Regions from separate parts of the Zea mays genome. Here region 2 is linked to region 1. A link is a contact called in public Hi-C data. All regions are on one chromosome and are shown on one strand. The core of a region is the stretch at or near the end of the contact, and the rest is flanking DNA. Distances in the headings are between cores, read along the strand shown. Region 1 holds the start of LOC100193735. Region 2 holds the start of LOC100285885.

The links. Hi-C and Micro-C count contacts between places; a contact is called where the count stands out from the background.
Region 2: a contact with region 1 is called in a Hi-C map of tassel, with 2.3 times the contacts expected there. The contact joins the promoter of LOC100285885 here to the promoter of LOC100193735 in region 1. A contact is called at or near these places in 2 of 25 Hi-C or Micro-C datasets (ear and tassel).

The regions. Positions count from the first base shown.
Region 1 is chr2:6,409,062-6,416,487 of Zm-B73-REFERENCE-NAM-5.0, reverse strand. LOC100193735 reads right to left here and starts at 2,773. Exons shown (of 5, transcript NM_001348776.1): 1 at 2,447-2,773; 2 at 849-968; 3 at 479-554; 4 at 1-55. The coding sequence starts at 964.
Region 2 is chr2:6,689,372-6,696,797 of Zm-B73-REFERENCE-NAM-5.0, reverse strand. LOC100285885 reads left to right here and starts at 4,017. Exons shown (of 2, transcript NM_001158775.2): 1 at 4,017-4,510; 2 at 4,658-5,436. The coding sequence starts at 4,193. The coding sequence ends at 4,927. LOC103645869 reads left to right here. Exons shown (of 2, transcript XM_008670575.3): 2 at 3,500-4,016. The coding sequence ends at 3,861.

The sequences.
Region 1 (7,426 bases), core at 1,524-4,023:
CCTCAGGTTGTCCCCAATAGGTTATGCATACTGGCTGATCCACAATAGTAGCCCCCTATCAAAGATGCAAAGTGTTGTCAAAGCACAACAAAAACAACCAAGTCAACAAGGTACTTGCTACCCAGGAGACTTGTTGACAAAGTGGTTCGGCAAAGTATACGACCAGCTCAAAATCCATTTAAGAATTGAGATAGTCTGGGTAAAGGTAAACAGGGCGTCACATGTAAAATTGCATGTGTACATAAAGCTTTTGGGCCTCTTCGATTTAGAAGGAGAAACTTCTTCTAAAAGAATTTTTGCTCTGAATGATGTACACACTAAAGAGAGGCTCAAGAACTTTCTTGCTTTATAGGAAAATCATTTTATCAGTAAGTCGACTTAGAGAACATGACATGAAGCCATCATGGGTATCAGGCACATCAAGGGTGCTACATTTAATTTGTGTGGAAAACATTGTTTCCAAAAAAAGACAACTTACACTGAGCAATACTGCAGTTTCCAAGGCAAAGCGTTCCTTGAATGTCACATAAGCAGTGGCACCGTATCCTTCTGATCTGTAGTGTTTAAATTCACCATAAAATTGATGACAAGGGCGTGTCATAAAACAAAATTTTGAATTGTGAGCCAGGGTACTCCAAAGATAAGATCATTCTATGAGGTAAATGTATAACAAGCATGGTGAATGTAGACCAGATATTTTTAACTAGAATGTTTGAGTGGACAGGATATGCCACGGATAACAATTATCCTTTTCTGTGAAGAAAGTTAAGATGCCATTTATCTACTATGAAAGGTGAGACAAATAAAATTTTATTTCTCTGAAAAGATAGTGAGTAAAAAAACACTACCTGATAAGTTCTATATGCTCAATAGGACCAGAGAACGAAAAGAACTCATGAAGATCACTTTCAGATACTCTGCTCGAGAGGTTAGTGACTTGTACAGTGTGCCCTGTTTCACTCATAATTCTGGAAGTCATCAAACAGAAAAGGTCAAAATTTAAGTATTTCCTGTGATATACGTGTGAAATTGGACAGGCACAGTAGTTTCCGACTTTAGTCAGTGGGATATGTAACATCATTACAAGCACCAAGTAGTTTCTCCTTGTGTATCTCATTGGAAAGAACCTTTTGGTTGACCTTATTGTATCCTGTCTATAGCTATTATCCTAAAGAATAATTTGGTGTAAAGTCAGCATCAGCAGGGGTTCGTGGGATTCACGACCTGTGTGAAAAAGGTCTTCTTAATACAATGTCTGGGGGTTGTCTTACCCCGCAAGTCGAGTTTTTTTAAGCCAGCGTCAGAATTAAAATTTTAAATAAATATATGTTGCTTTCTAGTAGAAGTAGAAAATAGTTACACAAAGTCAATAGCAATGAAACAAAAAGGATATATCACACACACATTAGTTGGGCCACTGAAATGTCCATATGTCTATTTAGCTAATACAATCTTTACAAAACTAGGCATGCAGTGATAGCATCACCAGTATATACAGTTCAGTGCAAATAATATAAAAGCACAAGGTGACCTGCTGTATATTTTCATCTCCTTAACAGTACATTATCTTCTTTTTTTTTCCTTTCAGGCTGGGCATTGAATACTAAAGTGTGAATTTCACTATGACCGACTTATGATACATGGCCATGTTACAGAACAGAAATCAACATCATTGTTAATTATTCAATTCCATGAACGTATGACGGTATGAAGCAGTTATAAGGTGCTATCAAGGAGAAATTATGTTTACAATATCAATGCTGAGGCAAGATTGGTTCCCTAAGTAGCCCGAAAATAAATAAGGCATGAAAACTAAAGTGTAGAGGTTTCAAAATTCAAATGAAGAGGAACTAGCAGAAACTTGGTACTGTGTCCTGACAGCAATACTTGCGGCTAACACGGAAATGATTGCCCAAATACCACTGTAGGAATATTATGAATCCGGAGGAGTTACAATTATCAAGTGCAGTAGCATTTCAGTAAACCGACTACAGCTTCTACAATACCGGTTGTTCCCTCGTAGTGCCACTTGTTTTTATTTTTCAGAACCCAACCACTCACCATATGTTTGTTCACAAAGCCCTTACTCATTCATCCAGCAGGCTTCGTATCCTCAGCAACTAAACTTAGCGTCATATATACACGAACGGACGAACCTTTAAATAATCACAATTTTCCTGTAAATGTTAGTAGCAAACAGCTGATCTGATATACCACGTAGAAGACAAAATGGAGAAAATAGAGTGGATAAAGGGTTACAGATTATGCAACCGGAAAACGTAACTCAAAACAGGAAGGGAAAAAGTCGCAGCCATATCACAGACACCGTAAGAAACGCACCGACACAGAATCCGGACGCGTCGGCGACAAATCACCACCGAAGCAAGCGCAAATGAACCAAAAATGACAGCAATTCAGGGCAAGGCGAGAAGAGAAGGAGCCTCACCCTCACCCTTGTCTTCCCGTCGACTCCTCGCGCCCGCACCCAGCTCGGCAGTCGGCAGCGCTAGGTCTGGCGAGGCTTCCCGCACCAGCACCCGCGCTTCACCCACCGCACAAGCGCCAGAGCGGCCGAGGCGAGCCCGTCCAAACTCCAAAGCGTCTGATGAGCCCGTCGGCGCGGCCTTTAGTGGCGTGTGGGGCAAGGGCGCGACCTCGATCTCCCACCTACTACTCAACCGGGGTTCACTTCCGCGCCCGCGCGCGCACACCGGATTGCTCCTTCCCCATCGGCAGTTGGGAGTTGGGACGAGGGGGCACGAGGCCAGCGGAGAGGACGGGAGCGTGGCGTGGCGTGGCGTGGCGTCCTCGAGATCGGAATAGGGATCAGGTTGCGACTGGGTGGGACCGTGGGACAGGTTAGTGGACTATTGGGCCACGGGTCAGACTCCCAAGCGCTTTGGTCGGGTACGGGCGGTGTCGGCGCCTCGGGTAGCAGTTGTGGTTGGATTTCATGGGCTCGTGAAAGGAAAGTGGCTCTCTTCTGGTATGGGCCGGCTATGGGCTGCTAAAGAAACCTGGGCCTTGATGAGTTTCAGAAGCCTTCGTATGATTCGTTACAAAAACCAGACACGTGGAGTTATGTACACTGATGTCCCTAATAGTTCCTTCGACTAATAGATATATAAACATAAACTCTTCACCTAGTGAATGATGAGGTTCATACCTACCCGTCGAAGAACACGCACGACATTCCCTACTAAAAATTTACATCTCAGAGCTCTCTTCATACACTACGGTCGTGATTAAAATTTTTCGTCTTGTATGAGAATTCGAAAATGTTTCATTCCACGGTCTCTTGGCGCTCCGTCTTTTTGAATGGAATGCGCGGTGGGCGGCGTGCGTGAGATCGCCGCATGTTGTACGTAATTAATCTGGGCGCGACCGATCGACGTAACGTGCGTGGATGGCGGCGTCTCCACGTGGGCTATTTCCCGGGCCGGATCTGCGATGCACATGGCTCGGTGGCTGTGCCTACTGCCTAGTAGCTATATGATGACTCTATCTGTGTCTGCGTGGTACACTGGCACGACGTATAGCGTAATCATAAGCCATTGCCGCCAGCCGGGAATGGGACAGAGGTAACTATTTACGATTTCCTCTATCTCAAATAAATTACGAAATATTTTAGTATTTTTAGATAGTTATGCTCTTACAGTTATTTATTAAGATAGAAAAGGTAAGTCTTTATAATTGAAGCACAGATTAAATAAGTGTCGAAGGATGACTACGTTTACTAGCAAAAATCAACCAAAAAAAATAAAGGTCACGCTTACATTACATGATTAACAATGGGCCTGGGGCGACTTTGCTGTAATTTTTATCAGACGACGGCGAAAAAAATAAAGGGTTAATTATACGAACCACGACTCAGAACAACAAAAGGAACGACACCAACATGGATCCAAATAAATACTGAAACAAGACAATTAATACCTCAACACACCACTAAAAAAAACCTGATTAAGGGCCCTCCCAAATCCTCATTTAACTATCCGGAGCGCGTATGCAGATGCACGTGGCGTATTTGGACATGCATGATCGATTGCTATGCTGTTTTCCGATGGGATGGACGGCTCGCTCCGACAACAGCACGGCCCGTGGTCTGATGCATCTATACGCGCGCGCGAGAGGGAGAGGCGACGCCGCGGCGGCTATGCATACATGCAGTGGTGGCCGAGCTGAGGGCCGGGAGCCATCAGCCATGCATGCAGCGTGGTCACGAGGAGGAAGGGGGTGCAGCAGCCAGCAGTCATCGTCAGCGTTTAAAAAAAGGGGAAGAGATGGATGGAGACGGGCCACCCGATTGACAGGATTATGGAATGACTGCTGAGCCGAAGACAGCCCATTTATGTAAAGCCTAAATTGTTGCTTCATCATACTATCTGGTACTGCCGTACTGGTACATATATATGTAGCCAAAACGAATTGAAGCTCCAGTCGTTTCGTCGGTACGGATGACGTGCATATCTAACCTAGGCACCGCCTGCTGGTATACTTCCTCTATCTATCCTCTTCCTGCATGTGGTCCGTCTTTTTTTTTTTAAGAAAAAAGAAAAGAATCAACAATCAATCAGGTGGCCATGCATTTATGATACTGAGACTACTACTTATAGCTAGATTGATTCATCACGATCGTCTGGTCGGCCGGGTGCAGTGGTGTCGCGCCAAGAGAGTGGAGGTACAGACACGTACACACTCACGCTCTCGCTAGGTACCACAAATCACGTATGCATATGTGCCAAATATGTGATGCTCTTTGCCGGCCGGCCGGATGATATATGATATAATTCAAGAGTACCTGACCTAAGACTAAAATAGTAGTATTTGCATCCAACGGACGAGGAGCTCTCGATCGCCTGTCCGGCGGGAGTCGATCGGACGCGTGCCTGCCTGCCTGCGCGCCATGCATGCATATAAATGCAGAATGTGTTGGTACGCGTTTGGTGGCCTGTCGTTCGCGTACGTACATTTGGTCGTCGTACGTACGTCGACCTCATCATCACATGTAGCTAGCCCCTACAAACCCTGATGCATGGTACGTACGTACGTAGTAAGCGCCTCGTACGTGTCCCAGCCGGCGCCGGCCGGCCTACTAAGGAGCTAGCGGTGGTATACTGCAGGTAGCAGCTAGGGCAGCTGCAGCCAAGTCAGCCATTGAGTTGCGGTCTCGAGCTGCGTCGTGGGTGCCGGCCGGTCTGCCGTGGAGTCCGGAACTCCGGATGGATCGGCGGCCGTACGTCGTCGGCCGGGCGCGAGCTGATCATTGCAACGTGTGGACCGAATCGGAACAAGTCCAGGGAGACCGCGATATCGAGAAGGCCCAGGCCCAGCACCAGGCCCCAGGAGGAGGGATCGCGTGGCCCAACACGGTACACATGCTTGTCCGCACACGGAATTCGTGTCGTCTCTGTCCGCGGTCTCTCTTCTCCCCCCACCAAACCAAGCTCTTGTCTGCCTGTCTATTCTTCTCTTCTATCATGTCACCAAAAGCGCAGAGTCTACCTTCCTCCTTTCATTTCTCAGTCAACAGAGTTCCGTTGCTCAAACTAATTAATCCAGCACTTAATTAGGAACAGGATATTTATCATGCCCTCTTTCGTAGCCTCCTTGCCGTTATATTTGAAGGTAGCTCGATCCTGGGCAAGCTTCATTACCAGGTTTACAGATCTAGACCGTATAGCACAAAAACCTATTTTATATATATATATGCAAAAAAAACCTATTTTATAAAATAGGTTTAGTAAACCGTTGCTAACGTGATAGTAAAAGGCGTGATAGTCAATATACAGGAGGAAATGAAGTTTAAATGAACCTATTTTATATGGGCCCATTACCAGGTTTACAGATCTAGACCATGTGGTGGTTGTGACAATCAGCTCTAGTAAACCGTTGCTAACTTAATATCCGATATCTTGATCGACAGGTCTCACATTTGATATTTTATTTCATCCTATTTATACGTTTGTGATAAGATATATGTGCTCCTGTATATTGACTAGTACTACCATCTTAGCTACTTAGCTAGCACTAGCAGCGGTTAGTCGGTTAGTGCTGTGGTCCGAAAAGCTTGGGTGCGTGCGTCATCGAGGTGAGGAGGCAGATTCCCAGCCACAGTTCAGTTCGCCCAGGACGAGCCTCGCCTCTCTGCTGCCCAGTCGAAGAGCGGAGAGCCCATGTGCCGGCGAGTTCAGAGGGGGGGAAAAAGCACTTCCTTTGTAATGCTAGAATAATCTATTTTAACTAAAATATCTAGAGTGTCTATATAACCAAAATAATCTATTAATTGGATCGTTTTAGGCTTAGTAGTGCTTTGGGAAAAAAAAGTATGGTTTTATAAATATGGATTTGTATTTGTTTTAAGTTTTAAATAGAGCCAAATTTACTATACTTTCGCCTCATTTTCCTCTGAATAATCCAAATATGCAGCTGTTTGATGCGAACGTAGGTTTTCGATTTTGAGGGAAGGCAACAACGGTGAGAGGAGGAAGGGCATGGAATCCATGGATCCATGGAGATTAGCAAGGAGAGCTAGCTCGTTGGCTGCAGCGACATTTGCATCCCCGACGACATCATGGGCCAAAGGGGAGGAGAAAAGATGGACGGTGAGTGATGTGATGTCCCTGTTGTTCTGCAACCGATCTGCCGCATGGCACTAATCAGGCGGCAAAGCAGGGCTTAATTTGGCCGCCGATTAGGTACTGTTACAAAAAAATTAGTTGCACGGTTGCAGTCATGGCCGTACGGTGTATCTTTGATTTCCTGCCTCCTGTCGCCCCACTTAGATAACATGATCATTATATGCATGCATGGTCCATGCATCCACATCTGCATCAGGTGCAGGACGTACGACGTACGTACTCGACTGAGTTGAGTCCGCATGAACTATATTTTCCTGTTTTAACATTTTTACCACATTTTTTTTGTCACGAACCTGTATCACAAATATTTAGTGTGGAACTAAACTTGAACTCAATCGGGTATGAACCTAAACAAATGAACAAAAACTATTGAAGTTATTTGTGTAAGGAAGAACTAAAAGTTACAAAAAATCGTTAGGGGCCAGGATAGATCAATATGAACTAATATCAGGTACCGATCGATGAGAAAGGACGTACGTGATTCTTTTGAATCTTCGTGCACACGTACATGCATGGAGGAATCGGACTTGATAAATGACAGTCACAGTTGTTGCACACAGCAGCAGTATGCATGTTTTATATAAAGAGGAAAACATCCATTTACTTGGGAAACTTCATTTTCACGAGTACATACGTCCAAATGAGTTAATCGATGACAAAGGCACCGATCTCCCCCCCGTAAACTCCAAAGTCAGCTAAAACACAGGGCACGACAAACTACACACAAGCACGTCCAAGAGTTGCAATGATCATGATTGTGTGCGGGCCATCATCAGGGAAAACAA
Region 2 (7,426 bases), core at 2,768-5,267, 280 kb before region 1:
CCATGGCTGGACATCAAGTATCAGTTACCACAAGTCGGATCCATCCCTTGTCGGAAGATCGTCGTAGGCCGTCTGGGAGCGGTGGAAGGACGGAGGATCAGAAACTTGCTGCCTTGAAGTCCTACAGAAGAGCCAAGGGCTTATGTTTTAAATGTGGTGAAAAGTGGAATTATAATCACCATTGCTCTAACAGTGTTCCTCTTCATGTGGTGGAGGAGATGTGGGCTGTGACTGATCAGGGAAAGGAGGAAGGGGACACTGATCCAAAGGATGAGCATTATGAAACTGAGAACGAGGAGGCAGTGTTGGCGTTGTCTACGGCGGCAGTAAATGGTAGTGAAAACAACAGGACTATTCGGTTATGGGCCTCGATTCACTGTCAACAGGTGCTCGTATTGGTGGATTCTGGTAGCTCGGCTAGTTTTATGGGTACCCATCTGATGGAAGTAGTGAAAGGGGTGCAGAATTTGGTCAGACCTGTTAAAGTCAAAGTTGCTGACGGGTACTATTTGTGGTGTGAAAAATGGGTACCAAGCTGTCAATGGCTATGTGAGGGAATAACTTTTTATACTGATTTCAAGTTCTTGCCATTGGACGGTTATGATCTTATACTAGGGATGGACTGGTTGGAGGATCTTAGTCCTATGTCTATAGACTGGGCTGCAAAATGGATGGAGTTCGTGTACAAGGGTAAGAAAGTGCAGTTACAAGGCGTAACTCCTAAATTAAAAGCTTGTACTCCCATGTCTAGTGTGCAATTGAAGGGTTTGCTCAGGAAGGAAGCGGTGGAACAAGTAATCGAGTTGAGGATCACCATGGAGACTGAGACAAACACTGTTCCCGATCAGATTGTTGAGTTGGTGAACAAATACCAGGAATTGTTTGCAGCCCCAAAAGGCCTGCCTCCAAAGAGGTTGTTTGATCATGACATTCCTTTGTTGCCTGGTGTAAATCCTTTCCGACTCAGGCCTTATCGATACACTCCTCAACAAAAAAATGAGATTGAGAAACAGATTAAGGAAATGTTGGAAGGTGGAATTATCCAGCAGAGTTCCAGTCCCTTCGCTTCACCGGTGCTGTTAGTAAAGAAGAAGGATGGAGAGTGGAGGTTATGCGTGGACTACAGGAAACTCAATGCTTATACGGTGAAGAATAGGTTTCCCATGCCAGTTTTTGATGAGATTGCAGATGAGCTGAGTGGAGCCACCGTATTCACAAAGTTGGACCATAGGGCTGGTTACCATCAAATCAGGATTAAAGAGGGAGAGGAGTATAAAACGACCTTCCATACGCATAATGGACACTATGAATATAAGGTCATGCCATTCGGTCTGACAGGAGCACCGGCTACCTTTCAAGATTTTATGAATCACATCTTAGCTCCCCTTTTGAGAAAGTGTGTTGTGGTATTCTTGGATGATATTTTGGTTTATAGTACTACTTTAGAAGATCACGTTGGACATTTGGAACAGGTTTTTGGTATTCTGACCCAAAATCAGTTGAAACTAAAACAATCCAAGTGTAAGTTTGCCCAAGACAAATTGGAATTTTTGGGCCATGTAATCAGTGCTGCTGGTATTTCGACTGAACCAGCCAAGGTGGAAGTGATAAAAAATTGGCCAATTCCGAAATCTGTCAAGGAGGTGAGAAGTTTTTTGGGTATGGCGGGGTATTACCGACGTTTTGTGGCAGGGTTTGGCATCATAAGTAAACCTCTGACCAACCTGCTGAAGAAAGATCAAATGTTTGTTTGGACTGACACCACACAAAAATCTTTTGAGGCGTTGAAAGATGCTCTAGTCAAGGCACCAGTTCTGGTAATTCCAGATTTTGCTAAAACCTTTGTGATTGAAACTGATGCTAGTGGGGTAGGCATTGGAGCTGTATTACAGCAAGATGGACATCCTATCGCCTATATTAGTAAAGCTCTGGGTCCCAGGAATGCTGCTTTGTCAACATATGAGAAGGAGTGCTTGGCGATACTTTTTGCAGTTGATCATTGGAGACCTTATTTGCAACATGCCCAGTTTCTCATTAAAACCGACCAGCAAAGTTTGACTCACCTGGATGATCAAAGGGTCACAACACCTTGGCAACAAAAGGCTTTGACTAAACTAATGGGCCTTAATTTTCAAATTATCTACAAGAAGGGGGTAGAGAACAAGGTAGCTGATGCCTTATCCAGAAGGGCAGATTTACAATCCGATGACACTACCCTGCAACTGCATGTCCTGAGTAGTTCCTCTATGATCCCTAGCTGGCTGACTGAGGTCACGAAAGGATATGAAAATGATGAAGTTGCTCAGAAAATTCTTAGTGCTTTATCTACAGGACATCCGTTGGAGCATTATACGTTGGTGGCCGGGGTGATCAAGCATAAAGGCAGGGTGTGGCTGGGTCACAATCAAGATTTGCAGACGAAGGTTATGTCTTCACTGCATGACAGTGCCATAGGGGGACACTCAGGTTTTCCGGTAACATACAGAAGAATTAAAGCAATATTTAGTTGGCCTGGAATGAAAAATCAGATTCGTGAGTTTGTTGGCACTTGCTCAATCTGTCAGCAGGCCAAGCCGGATAGGAGCAAATATCCTGGACTTCTGTTACCCCTACCCATCCCAGATCATGCCTGGCAAGTCGTGACGATGGACTTTATTTCTGGGCTGCCTGTGTCCCACAAGTACAATTGTATCATGGTTGTGGTGGATAAGTTTTCGAAGTATGCACATTTCCTAGCACTAGCTCATCCGTTCACAGCTTTAACCGTAGCTAAGCTTTATCTGTCAGACATATATAAGTTGCATGGACTGCCATCGTCGATTGTGTCTGATCGGGATCCCATATTCACTAGCAAGTTATGGCAAGAACTGTTCAGATTGGCTGGGACAAAGCTGTGCATGAGTAGTGCCTATCATCCACAGTCTGATGGTCAGACAGAAAGGGTTAATCAGTGTTTGGAAGCTTATCTGAGATGCTTCGTTCATTCTTGCCCCAAACAGTGGTATTCTTGGCTCTCGCTGGCTGAATTTTGGTATAACACTTGCTATCATACCGCTCTGGGTAAATCTCCTTTCGAAGTGTTATACGGTCATGCTCCTTCTCAGCTTGGATTAGACACCGTTGATCAGTGTTCGGTTCCTGATTTACAAACTTGGTTGCTTGGTCACCAACAGATGCTACAGCAAGTAAAGTTCCATCTTCAGCGTGCTCAGGACAGAATGAAGAAACAGGCTGATAAGGGTCGAGTGGAACGTACTTATACTGTGGGCGATCAAGTTTTTCTGAAACTTCAGCCCTTCTGTCAACGATCAGTGGCTGACAGACCAGTTTCTAAACTGGCATTTCGGTTTTTTTGGTCCCTTTGAGGTGATTAAGCAGATCAATCCTGTGGCCTATGAACTAGCGTTACCATCTGGGAGTGCTATCCACCCGGTCTTTCATGTATCGCAGTTAAAATCGGCCAACGGCGTGCGGGTTCCTAGCACTGACTCTCTTCCAGATATCTTTACTGGGTTGCAGGTGCCGGAGGAAGTTCTGGAGTCCAGGCTTCTTCGTAAAGGGGGTAAGGTGATTTCGCAGTTGCTCATTAAGTGGTCCAATTGGCCGGTGTCACTGTCAACCTGGGAGGATGAAGAGGCCATTAAGCAGAAATTTCCACAAGCACCAGCTTGGGGTCAAGCTGTCGTTAAAGAAGGGGGAAATGTCAGCAGAGCAGATCACATGGACCATGCAGAGGAGCGGACTCAAGCAGTGCAACAGAAGGCACAGACAGAGGGAGTCAAGGAAGACAATCAGAGCCCGCGCAGCCGTCGTGTACCAAAGCCAAATACCAAGTACATCGGTGCAGAGTGGCGCGTATAGGTATACGGAGTTATACGTATTGATGAGGGCAGGTGTGCCGGTATAAATAATATTGTAATCGTTTCTAAACTCAGTCTGGAACATGTTATTGCCGAGTCGGCAAGAAAGGAATAGATACCAGAGAAATTCCTGGCGTGAACCACGGGTGTTGTTCACACTCGCTGTCCCTGCCTGACTCTTAAAAAGGGCGGCGTGTCACCGCCTGGTTACTCACAGTCATAGATTCACGCCGCGGAACGCGGATTCCAAGAACCCAAGTGAATCGCGGCTCCTCGAGTCCGGCGGTGCCGTCCGGAGAGGTAGAGCTAGACTGCTAGAGCACAGCCCCGCCATGGCGGCCGCGGCGCGCGCGATCATCTGCGAGCTGGCGCCGCAGAAGGTGTCGTCGACGGCGTCGGGGCCCGCGGCGCCGAAGAAGCGTGACGCCGGGACGAAGGTGGTGCTGCAGCCCCGCCTCTGCACGCTCCGGTCGTACGGCGCCGGCAGCGGCGTGGTGACGCGGAGGATTCTGGCCGGGGAGGAGGACGGCAGCGGGGCCGCCGACTCGGGCGGCTCCGCGGCGTTGCCGTTCTTCGCCTCGCTCGCTGACTACATCGAGAGCTCCCGCAAGAGCCAGGACTTCGAGACCATCTCCGGCCGCCTCGCCATGGTGAGTGACTGATGAGGGCCCGCTCTGCTCTGCTCTGCTCTGCTGTCTGCTCTACTCCTCCCTGTACACAGAGTACACGTCGGATCCACGGCACGGCTGAATTAAACCTCGCGCTGCCGGTGCTGCTACGTACGTACGTACATGCAGGTGGCGTTCGCGGCGGCGGTGGCCGTGGAGACGACGACGGGCAGCTCCCTGTTCAAGAAGCTGGACACCATGGAGATCGAGGAGGCGGCGGGGGTGTGCGTGGCGGTGGTCGCCAGCGCCGCGGCGTTCGCATGGGCCTCCAGCGCGCGCAATAGGATCGGGCAGATGTTCACGCTGGGCTGCAACGCCTTCGTCGACTCCCTGATCGACAATATCGTCGAGGCGCTCTTCTCCGAGGGCGAGCTGCAGGACTGGTCCGATGACATATGAACATGCACATGCATATATAGAGACTAATAGTAGACAGACAGTAATACAGTATACGTACATACATAGAGTCAACTATTAACAGTAAGACACTAGGTAGATGAAGTTGTTAAGTGAGTTCCATGCATTTTCGCAAGCTTCGTCATCGCTGCACAACGGCAAGGCTGAATATTTCAGAGATGGATCGTTGATTAGAGCTCCGCATTCTGCGTAGGAACACACAAGCAGGGATGTCTTTCAGAAGTGAGGCGGCTCTTAAAGCCTTCAAGGTTGTGAAATATGTAGATCTCTTCTCTTGGGAGAAATAGTGGTATCCTACTATCCTAGGCTCTGGAAAGATTGGCCCCCAGAATTAACTGTACCTGCTACTAGTACTACTAGCTATACCGAGTGTATTTAGAGAATGAATCATGTAATCAAATCCATGTAATATATGCCAAGTGTAGTCAGAGTCAAATCTGGAGTATTGATTCTTGACATTGTACCACATGGAGTGGAAATGAGAGCCTATACACCGCGTTTCTCTAGCCTATCTCCAGCTACCCAAACGCCTGTGCATACTCATTTTTTGCACTCACGTTCAGTTACTCATCTTCCATCAGAGCGCAGGGCGTGAAACTGCCTCCAACAATGTATGGTCCTGAACTCTAAATTTAGAGAACCTAACCTCCTATAAAACATCCAACAATGAACAGTAAAGCATCCAGTAAAATAGCGGTCCGTCCTTTCGCACGCTATTTTTGGAGAGGTTCACTGTGTATCCGCTATCCGGCCACCGGGCGCAAGCTTCGCCACCTTCGAGGACACCAAGTTGAGCGCATAGACAAGTGCGGCAAGGGTGTCCTCGGCGGCGGGCATGACGAAGCTCTCGGATATGACGGTGGAGCGCTACGATCTGTGGGGCGTCCTCGGCGGCGGGTACCTCACACAGGCGCAAGGCCAGTTCGTTGGTTTCGCAGTCCTTCAACCCCGGACCCCGTGGTGTCGACCTGGGCGGCCGTCCAAGAGGGCCATGATGGAGATCAGACCGTGTACATGCGCCACGAGGAGGCCGGAAAAGACGCTTCCTGGACGCATGCATCGTCGCCACCGGAGTTCTCTAGGCAGGCCACGTACTTGTGACATCCGATGTGTGCATGTGAACATTGCTTCTGTCACTGCTACTCACATGTTGTATATAGCAATTCAAGCGAAGTGTTAATGACAACTTTGGATGTCTTTGTTCGATCACATTGTTTGGTCCGATTTGCAACTTGGGGTGTGTTCGGAGCTCCTCCCCGAGCTATGCACTCCACGTGTTCGATGAAATGTCTGAGAGACCATACTAGGGAAGAGACCGTTTACTTGATATAGATGATGTAAATATAGAGGACGCTGCTGGAGAGGGTAAAGATATAGATAACGAAATATTTTAGAGGGTGTTGTAAAGGACAGAGAATATTACTTTAGAGGATGGAATTTAGGGGACATTGCTGGAGACAGCTCGAGGACGTGCAAAATAATACTCCAAATCTACGGGTTTCTCTCTTCTCTGGGGTCCATATGTGCACCCTCATGCGTGTTTCTCTCTTCTGTGCGGGTTCATATGTGCACCCTCATGCGTTCGATCGTATGCACGCTCGCATTGGTACTATACGACTGAGTCTGCATCTGACTCCCGCGGGAGATAGCCTTTACGTGTCCCTTACTCCATTTCTATGTGTCTGAACAAACACTATACGACTGAGTCAGAGCGAATAAAATTAGCACCTGTATAGAGAGAGGTCTAGGGGCGGAGCAAGGGGGCCGGCAGGGGCCATGGCCCCTTCCAAGGCTGTGACACATACAAGAGAATATATATATATATATATATATATATATATATATATATATATATATATATATATATATATATATATATATATATATATATATATATATATATATATAGTTGAAATTTTGTGTGTAAATATATATACTCTAAATTTTATGCAGTGTAATTAATCAAAGATTTAATATAGTGGTTAGTAATATATGATCCATAACTCTAGTGTAGTATGTCAACCAAAGTTTAAAGGAGACAAAAAAGATAAAATATTCGTTAAATGACCAATCAATGCATTAAACGTCAAACCTAATTCGCCTACAGACGCTGATATCTGAACCTCACCCTTTATACTTCATCGTATTGTCTGGCTAGGCAGCTGCCGATTGCCACTGACCACTTGACTTGCCTCTACCATAACCCCACAACCAAAGTCCAAAGAAGGTGATCACGCGAAGCAGCAAAATGAGCGGCAATAACTTATATACATACTATATTAGATCTTGTGGATAATAAAATCTACAAATTTCAACTAAAGTTGTCACCTGATAACATTATACAATATTTTTATTATACAATATTTTTATCATATAGTATTGATGAATTGGCCGGCCCCCTTATATCACAATCCTGGCTCCGCCCCTGGAGAGGTCTATATGGGGAGAGCGTTTCTCTCTTACCGCGAGTCCATATGGGTA